Regions from separate parts of the Sus scrofa genome. Here region 2 is linked to region 1. The links are chromatin contacts, called in public HiChIP or PLAC-seq maps. All regions are on one chromosome and are shown on one strand. The core of a region is the stretch at or near the end of the contact, and the rest is flanking DNA. Distances in the headings are between cores, read along the strand shown.

Region 1 (3,928 bases), core at 1,295-3,794:
CTTGGAGTTCCCATGGTGGTGCAGCAGTAATGAAACCGACTAGTATTCATGAGGATGTGAGTTCAATCCCTGGCCTCGTGCAGAGGGTAAGGATCCAGCATTGCCGTGAGCTGTGGCGTAGGTCACAGACGAGGCTCAGTTCTGGTGTTGCTGTGGCTGTGGCATAGGCCAGCAGCTCCGATTTGACCCCTAGCCTAGGAACTTCCATATGCCGCCATGTGGCCCTAAAAAGAAAAAAAGAAAAAGAATATATATATATATATATAAAAGAATATATAAATATATATATATTTCACCTTATATTTGGGTTTTATAAATACTTTTTTTATTCTTCCAGGAATGACCAGTTAATTAATTACTCAATCTTACTCATTTTCTCCATCTTCTAAAGAAAATTTCTCTAAGCATACACTTATTTACCAAGAAAAGAAACATTTGCTTTATATAAATGGACTCATTGAAGATTCCCCAAAGAAATATATTTGATCCTTTCCAGAAAAGAACCTGACACATTATCTGTTAGAATGGCCATTCCCAAAACCACACTGACATATTTTAAAATTTACGGAACAATAAAAGAAGTTAATGCTTGCATATATTTTGTTTATTACTCTCAGGGATCCCTGTGTCAAGGTATAGCATTTAAAAATACTCTTTTAGGAGTTCCTGCTATGGAATGGCATGGTGGGTTAAGAATCTGACTGCAGTGACTCAAGTTCTGATTTGACCCCTAGCCTAGGAACTTCCGTATGCCGCCGTGTGGAAGTCACTGCAGAGGCACAGATTAGATTCCCGGTCCCATGCAGCAGGTTAAAGGATCCACTGTTGCTGCAGATGCAGCTTAGGTCCCAGGTGTGGCTCAGATACAGTCCCTGGCCCAGGAATTTCTATATGCATTCATAAAAATTTTTTAAATAAAATAAAAATGCTCTTGTATTTCTAGATGGGAAAAACAGCAATTGAAAAGGAATCTTGATTTCTTCTCACTGGTCCCAGCTTAATGGGGAAACAGATACACCCAAGCTTGCATCACTTGTTTGCTAAGAAGCAAGGAGAGAGGAGTCGTTCACTTTGGTGCTTTGATCTATAAAATTGTGATACATAGGATTAGGGAGTTGATAAATGTACATGTTAAGGTGTGTATTGTTTCTGGGTGACAGGTGATGGTGACATACTTGTGATGTTAAATATTTACAACTAAAAGACAGTGGCACTAATCAGTCTAATGACTTTAGCTGTTAGTGTAACTTTTAGTTCCAAGTATAGGTAATACTACGTTCCAAGGTCTTTGTGGTTGATTGATTACAAAAATCATCTTAACTCTCCAGCAGCCTTGAACACATATCCCTGGCAATGGGACTTTGCAACAACTGCCATCAAGAAAGGGAATCTAGGAGTTCCCTTTGTCGTGTAGCAAAAACGAATCTGACTAGTAACTGTGAGGTTGCAGGTTCAATCCCTGGCCTCATTCAGTGGGTTAAGGATCCGGCGTTGCTGTGAGCTGTGGTGTAAGTCGCAGACAAGGCTCAGATCTGGCATTTCTGTGGCTGTGGTGTAGACTGGCTGTAGCTCCTATTCGACCCCTAGCCTGCGAACCTACATATGCCACAAGTGTGGCCCTAAAAACCAAAAAAAAAAAAAAAAGGAAAAGGAAAAGGAATCTATTGCCCCCTCTTCAAATCTGGGATCATTTTTTTTTTTTTGGTCTTTTTGCCATTTCTTGGGTTGCTCTTGCGGCATATGGAGGTTCCCAGGCTAGGGGTCGAATTGGACCTGTAGCCGCTGGTCTACGCCAGAGCCACAGCAGCACAGGATCCGAGCCGCGTCTGCAATCCACACCACAACTCACGGCAACAACGGATCCTTAACCCACCAGTAAGGCCAGGGATCAAACCCGCAACCTCATTAACCACTGTGCCACGACGGGAACTCCCAAATCTGGGATCATCTTACTGCTTTCTTTGGGCAGCAGAGAGTCGCTAAAAGGACAATATATCACTTCTTAGCCTAGACCTCCAGAGGCCATGGGTATTTCTGCTCATGCTGGCATCCCTTTTCCTTCCACGTGAACAAGCCTGGGAAGCCTGCAGGAAAGTGACAGATCATTTGTAGCACAGCTGAGTCATCCCAGCTGAGGACATCCCAGCCCAGCCAGCTTCTAGCTAACCTACCAATTAATTGCAGCCAGTGAACAAGTCTGGCTAAAATCAGCCGGGCCTGGGCCAGATCAAAGAACTCCTGGATGATCTGTAGAATCATGAGCGATAATGAGTCATTTCTCTTTAAAGCCACTTAATATTTTAAAATTTTGATAAATTGGACATGTTACATCTTGTACATTTAAGTTGTATGGCATGTTACTTTGGTACATTTACATATTGCTAGATGATAGCCACTGAAGTAATATTTATCACATTACATCATTTTTTTGTCTGCACCCATGTCACGTGGATGTTCTTGGGCCAAGGATCAAACCTACGCCCACCAATGACCCAAGCCACAGCAGTGACAACGCTGGATCCTTAACCTGCTGTGCCACCAAGGAACTGCTCAGATTACATCATTGTAGGATGATCTTATTGTCTCTCTTCACTATACTGTGCATTAGATCTATAGGGCTTATTTTCTCCTTGTTCCAAGTTTGTACCCTGAAACACCATCCCTCTCATGTCCCCATCCCCCATTCCCTGGTAATCACCATTTTACTTTCTGTTTCTTTTTTTAGGTTTAGCTTTTTGAGGTTCTAATACAAGTGATGTCATACGGTACTTGTCTTTCTTTGTCTGACATATCTTTTTTAGCACAATTTGCTTAAGGTCTATTTATGTTGTTGCAAATGGCAGGATCCTCCTTTCTTATGGTTGAATGGTGTTTCATTGTGTGTATATTTCCCATTTTTTATCCACTCATGGACTGATGGGGAGGGGAGTTGTTTGCATATCTTGGCTATTGTGGATAATGCTGCGATGAACCTGAGTGTGTACATATCTCATCAAAATCCTGTTTTCATTTCCTTTGGGTATATACCCAGAAATGGAACTGCTGGATCTATTTTTAATTTTTTGAGAAAACCCTATGATATTTTCCATAGCGATTGGGCTAATTTTTTCCCCACCAACAGTGTATAGGGATTCCCTTTCCACCATACCCTTGCCAACACTTGTCTGTCTTCTTGATGATTGCCATTATTTTTTTGTCTTTTTTTGTCTTTTTAGGGTCACACTCGAGGCATGTGGAAGTTCCCAGACTAAGGGTTGAATTGGAGATACAGCTGCCAGACTACACCACAGCTTACAGCAAAGCCAGATCTTTAACCCACTATGCAAGGCCAGGGATCGAACCCAAGTCCTCATGGATAGTAGTTGGGTTTGTTACCACTGAGCCATGACAGGAACTCCCGTGATCGCCATTCTGACCAGAGTGAGGTGATAGGACATTGTGGTTTAGATTTGCACCTCCCTGAGCAAATTTCTTCATGTCCTTTTTGGAGAAATGTGTATTTAGTTCTGTCCATTTCTACATCAATTTTTTTTTGTTAAGTTGTATGAGTTCTTTATATATTTTTGAATATTAACCCTTTATTCTGTATATGGTTTGCAAAATTCTTCTCCCATTCCGAAGGCTGCTGTTTCACCTTGTTAACTGTTTCTTTTACTATGCAGAAGCTTTTGAGTTTGATGTAGTGCCGTGTGTTGATTTCTGCTTTTGTCATCTGTGCTTTTGGCCTCATGCCCTCAAAGTCATTGCCAAGACCAAGATCAGGGAGCTTTTCCCCTATGTTTTCTTCCAGGAGTCTTATGATCCATTTTGAGTTAGCTTTTGTCAGTGGTGTGAGACATGGATCTGATGTCTATGTGCTGTGTGTTTTTCCAGTTTTCCTAGCTCCATTTGTTGAAGAGACTATCCTCCCCTGTTGGATGTTCTTGAC
Region 2 (4,543 bases), core at 1,286-3,785, 150 kb before region 1:
GTTTCATGAAGCAGTTGGGTCTGAAATGCTTTGAAATTTTTTCCCCTCTTCAAACTATATGATGTTATTATGTAGTTGCCACGGGAGAGCATATGTTAGCTGCCAAAAACCCAAAACAGATCTTGGATGTTACGCAGGTAAGATTAAGTCATAGTGTTCAATTCTTGTTGAACAAAATATAACATCTATTTGAAGTACCATCTATGTGCTGGAAAATTGCTACTTCTGTTCTTTCCATGCATCTCTGAAATGTAGGTACCTTTATTGGTTTACTCGGATGACAGATTAGTTTTTCAGTGCCCACATTTATTGAAACCCTAAAAGTGATTCTTCCACGAGGACTTAAAAAGCAATTGTTCAGGCTAGAACTTTTAAACACTGTTTACTTTCATATCAAGAAAGCCATCTGTGGTCTCTGAATACACAAATGCCATTTGATTTTATCACACTGTTGAGTGTGTGGCTCAAATGTACTATAACCACAGAATTAGGAAGTGGACTGCCAGTGGTTTTTTCCAAGAGCTCATGGCTTTGAAAAATCAATAAATACTGTCATGCTGCAAAGAGTTTTCAAATCTTGAGAACGATTCTAGAAATTAAACCATGAGCCCTTATCCTACATAGAATGAACTCTTGTATAATCTTACTTATATTAACTATCCATTCAGCTTCAACTCCACTGAACTATCTGGATCTTTAGCCTTTTCAAAACATTTAGGGAGAGAAACTAGTTTTTCCTGCAGGAATCTCCTATAGTTCCATCAGGGCAGAGTGCCTTTGCTCCCAAGGGAGGATGTGTTAGCCTTCACTGTGGTAGGTATATTCCTCTCCAATGCAAAAGAATAGATATTTTCTCCACATTTAATGAACTAATAAATTAAATTCAATTGTATCTTGCATGAGTAAATATGAATAAATACATTAATAATTAAGTCTATTGAGACTCTCATAAGTCTGGTTCATGCTTTCTCCAGGCCAATCTGGATCAGGGGTCAGGTGACCTTTTTTGGAAAGGACCAGACAGTCCTTGTTTCTGGCTCTGCTGGCCATGCGGTTTCTGTCACAAGTACTCATCTCTGTGGTTGGGCCAAAGCAGCCATAGACAATACGTAAACATGGGGATATGGCTGCATTCCAACAAAACTTTATTTACAGAAGAAGAAGAAACACCCACGGTCTGTAACTTGATGACCCCTGATCCAGCTGCCCACGATTGTGCTGTAAATGGAAGCATATTCCAGATGAAGGACACAAGGCTCAAAAGTCCTTTTAGCTTTTATTTTTGGTATTGTTTCTGCTTTTATCCACGGAGAGTTTCATATTCTTACATAGGGAGAACCTTATAAGAGTCCCTTCCATGTATGTTAAGGAAAGCACAGAATGTTAGAGGCAATGTACTTCTGTCTATGCTATGTTCTCTAGAGCTTAATATACTGCCTAGGATTAATAAATGCTAAATAATAATCATTTTTCATTTCACTGTGATACCCTTTATGGAGTCTTATTAGGCACCCTCAGAGGTGTTAACCTGTAACTTTTACAATGTTCTATTACACGTTGTCAGCAGCACCTTTCTGATTAAATCACACTTGAGAGAGCGTTAACTGCAAAGCTGTAAGTATTCCTGACAGGTTGTTCTTACACAGGTTTGGTTTCTCTTGTATAGAGATTAAAAATCTTGTCACAGCTGGTAAAAAATGAAGTACAAGTAAAACCACCAAGTACAAGTAAAACCTCCACAACTCACAAAAGGCAGTTCCCTAGAAATCAGAATTCTGATGGCAGGGATAGATTACCCAGGGTATGATGTGACTGTGCAATGATGATCACTTAATTCACAGCACTGGGTGAGTGATGGCAAAGCCTTTTGTTGGTGGAAGTGTCTTTGTTTGGGGGAAGTGCCTTCTAAGTTGCATAAAGCTTTCATGACAAACTCAAGAATTTCACATCTAGGAGTTCCCATTGTGGCGCAATGGGTTAAGAACCCAACTAGTACCGATAAAGATGTGAGTTTGATCCCTGGCCTCGCTCAGTGGGTTAAAGATCCAGTGTTGCCACAAGCTGCGGTGTGGTTTACAGATTTGTGTTGGATCCCACATTGCTGTGGCTGTGGTGCAGGCCAGGAGCTACAGCTCCCACTTGACTATTAACCCGGGAACTTCCATATGCCACAGGTGCAGTCCTAAAAAGGAAAAAAAAAAAAAAGAAAGAAAAAGGATTTCATGTCTATAACTTCATCTAGACAGATCCAAGTAGTCCTATTTTTTGCATGTGCTCTGAAGATGAGTTTTGCTTTTTTTTTTTTTTTCCCACCACAAAGCTACTTTTTCTTTCCCCTTGTCCTTAGTACATTGGTTGTAAGATTGTCTTTTTGCTGTCCTTCCAGCTTCTTTGCTTAAACTGGACTTGTGCCCAAAGCAGCAGGAGATGCTGTCCCATAAAGCCAGAACATTTTATAAGTACTGGCAGGGAAGGTTTATGACTTCATTCCACAAACAGCACTGAGAGCTGCTGGGGAGGTCCAGGGGAGGAGAGCCGCAGGAACTGCTCGTCTGGGGAAGTGCTGACCGTCGTGGTGCTGAGTCAATGCCAGGCTGAGTTGCTTCTGTGGTTTTATGCCTTGGGTGATGATGGGCAGAATGAGCAGTGGGGATCTTGGTGGTGGGAGCCATGACGAGATTACTGATTAGGAGATACACCGGCCATAGGTAAGCCTGGAGTCCGTCTGGCAGAATATACAATTTGAATTTAGATAGGTGATTTTGACTGCCTTAATACAAAATAATAGTGTGGCTGGTAAAGTGGCTTAATTTTTTAAAATCAAATATAATAGATTTATAATATTGTGATAGTTTCAGGTGTATGGCAAAGTGATTTTTTTTTCCAATTTTTCCCCAATTGTTTTCCACTATTGGTTATTAAAAGCTATTGATAGAGTTCCCCGTGCTATACAGTATGTCCTTGTTGTTTATCCATTTTAAATATAGTAGTTGTTTATCTTATATATAGTAGTGCGTATCTGCTAATCCCAAACTCTTAATTATCCCTCCCCCCACTCTTTCTTTATGTAACCATAAGTTTGTTTTCTATGTCCACAAAATTGCTTAACTTTAAGATATTAAAAGATATGTAAGAGTTCCCTGGTGGCTAAGCAGGTGATCTAGCGTTTTCACTGCTGTGGCTCTGGTTACTGCTATGGCACGAGCTTAATGCCTGGCCCAGAAAATTCCACATTCCATGGAATAAATATTTTTTAAAAAAGGGTGTGTGTTTTTTTTAGCAACATGGATGGACCTAGAACTTATCATGCTAAGTGAAGTCAGCCATACAATGAGACACCAACATCAAATGCTTTCATTGAAAAAAAGGACAGACTGAACTTCTTTGCAGAACAGATGCTGACTCACAGACTTTGAAAAACTATGGTCTCCAAAGGAGACAGTTTGGGGGGCGGGGGGTGTGTGCTTGGGTTGTGGATAGAAATCCTGTGAAATTGCATTGTGATGATCATAGTACAACTACAGGTGTGATAAATTCATTGAGTAATAAAAAAAAAAAGAGGGGGGAAAAAAGTGTGTGTTTTTGCCATCTAGAATCAGCCACCATGAAGAATTTGTTATATTTGCTTTGGCTCCTGTTATGAATGAAACAGCTACTGATCAACTGGAAGTTTTCTGTTTCTCATCTCTCATTCCTTTCACCCCAGAGGTGAGCACGACAGTTAGCACTTGGGGTCGCACTCAAGGGGAGAAGAAGGTGGGACATCACTAGGGATGTCAGGTGGCTGGGCTAAATAGGAGAAGGAGGATCAGGTCCCGGGATCTGGGGGAGAGATCTGTGTAGGTCAGTGGCCTTGAAAGGAGCTATGCCTTTCATTGAGGGACATATCTGCCTAAAGCAGTGCTCAGGACAAAGAAGAGTGAATGGACATCCTAATCTCGCCTTTCTCCAAGGCTCTGACCCCTTGTTGGTGCCGTGCTGTCCACCCTCAGCAAGGAATTTGAGGCACCTGTGGTCCCTACTCTCCAGCCTCCCAGGGCAGGAAAGGTGCTATAGAACAGACCAGAGAGGGCAAATGCCGCAATGATCCAGCACAGTGTGGATCCTGAGCTATTACCAATACTTGTCCCTATACATCAACATGTTAATAAATAGCATATCGCAGGGGCTCTTTTTTCTGTAAATGGACAGACAGTAAACATTTTCGGTTTGGGGGGCCACGTAGAGTCTCTGTCATATATTCTTCTTTTTTAATTTTCACAAACTTTTAAAAATGGAAAAACCATCCTCAGCTTGTGGGCTGTATAAGAACAGGTCATGGGCTTGATTTAGTCCATGAGTTTTGGTTTGCGGACCCCTAGCGTACACGATCAGTTTTGTGTGTTTCAAAAAATTTGCACGATTTATATTACATCCTAGTTCTTTTCTAATGCCGTGTAACAAATTATCACCAATTTCATGGCTTATAAGAACACTCAATTTATTATCACACAGTTCTGTAGGTCAAAATTCCAGGTGGGCTCACAAATGATTACTTAGGTAG

What was found. HiChIP or PLAC-seq counts read pairs in DNA pulled down with a chosen protein or histone mark.
Region 2: an H3K27ac HiChIP or PLAC-seq map of alveolar macrophages shows a contact between it and region 1. The contact joins two enhancer-like sites. A contact is called at or near these places in 2 of 2 datasets of contacts at active chromatin or transcription factors (alveolar macrophages and skeletal muscle).

The regions. Positions count from the first base shown.
Region 1 is chr13:9,768,652-9,772,579 of Sscrofa11.1, reverse strand. No RefSeq gene overlaps it. Among named protein-coding and RNA genes, the nearest start is that of UBE2E2, 230 kb to the left of the region's middle. Within about 2 kb of position 2,544, at least 1 of the 83 cell types and tissues checked has an H3K27ac peak or open chromatin away from gene starts, as enhancers often do. A contact at or near this core is called in alveolar macrophages, where this site is marked.
Region 2 is chr13:9,921,458-9,926,000 of Sscrofa11.1, reverse strand. No RefSeq gene overlaps it. Among named protein-coding and RNA genes, the nearest start is that of UBE2E2, 80 kb to the left of the region's middle. Within about 2 kb of position 2,535, at least 4 of the 83 cell types and tissues checked have an H3K27ac peak or open chromatin away from gene starts, as enhancers often do. A contact at or near this core is called in alveolar macrophages, where this site is marked.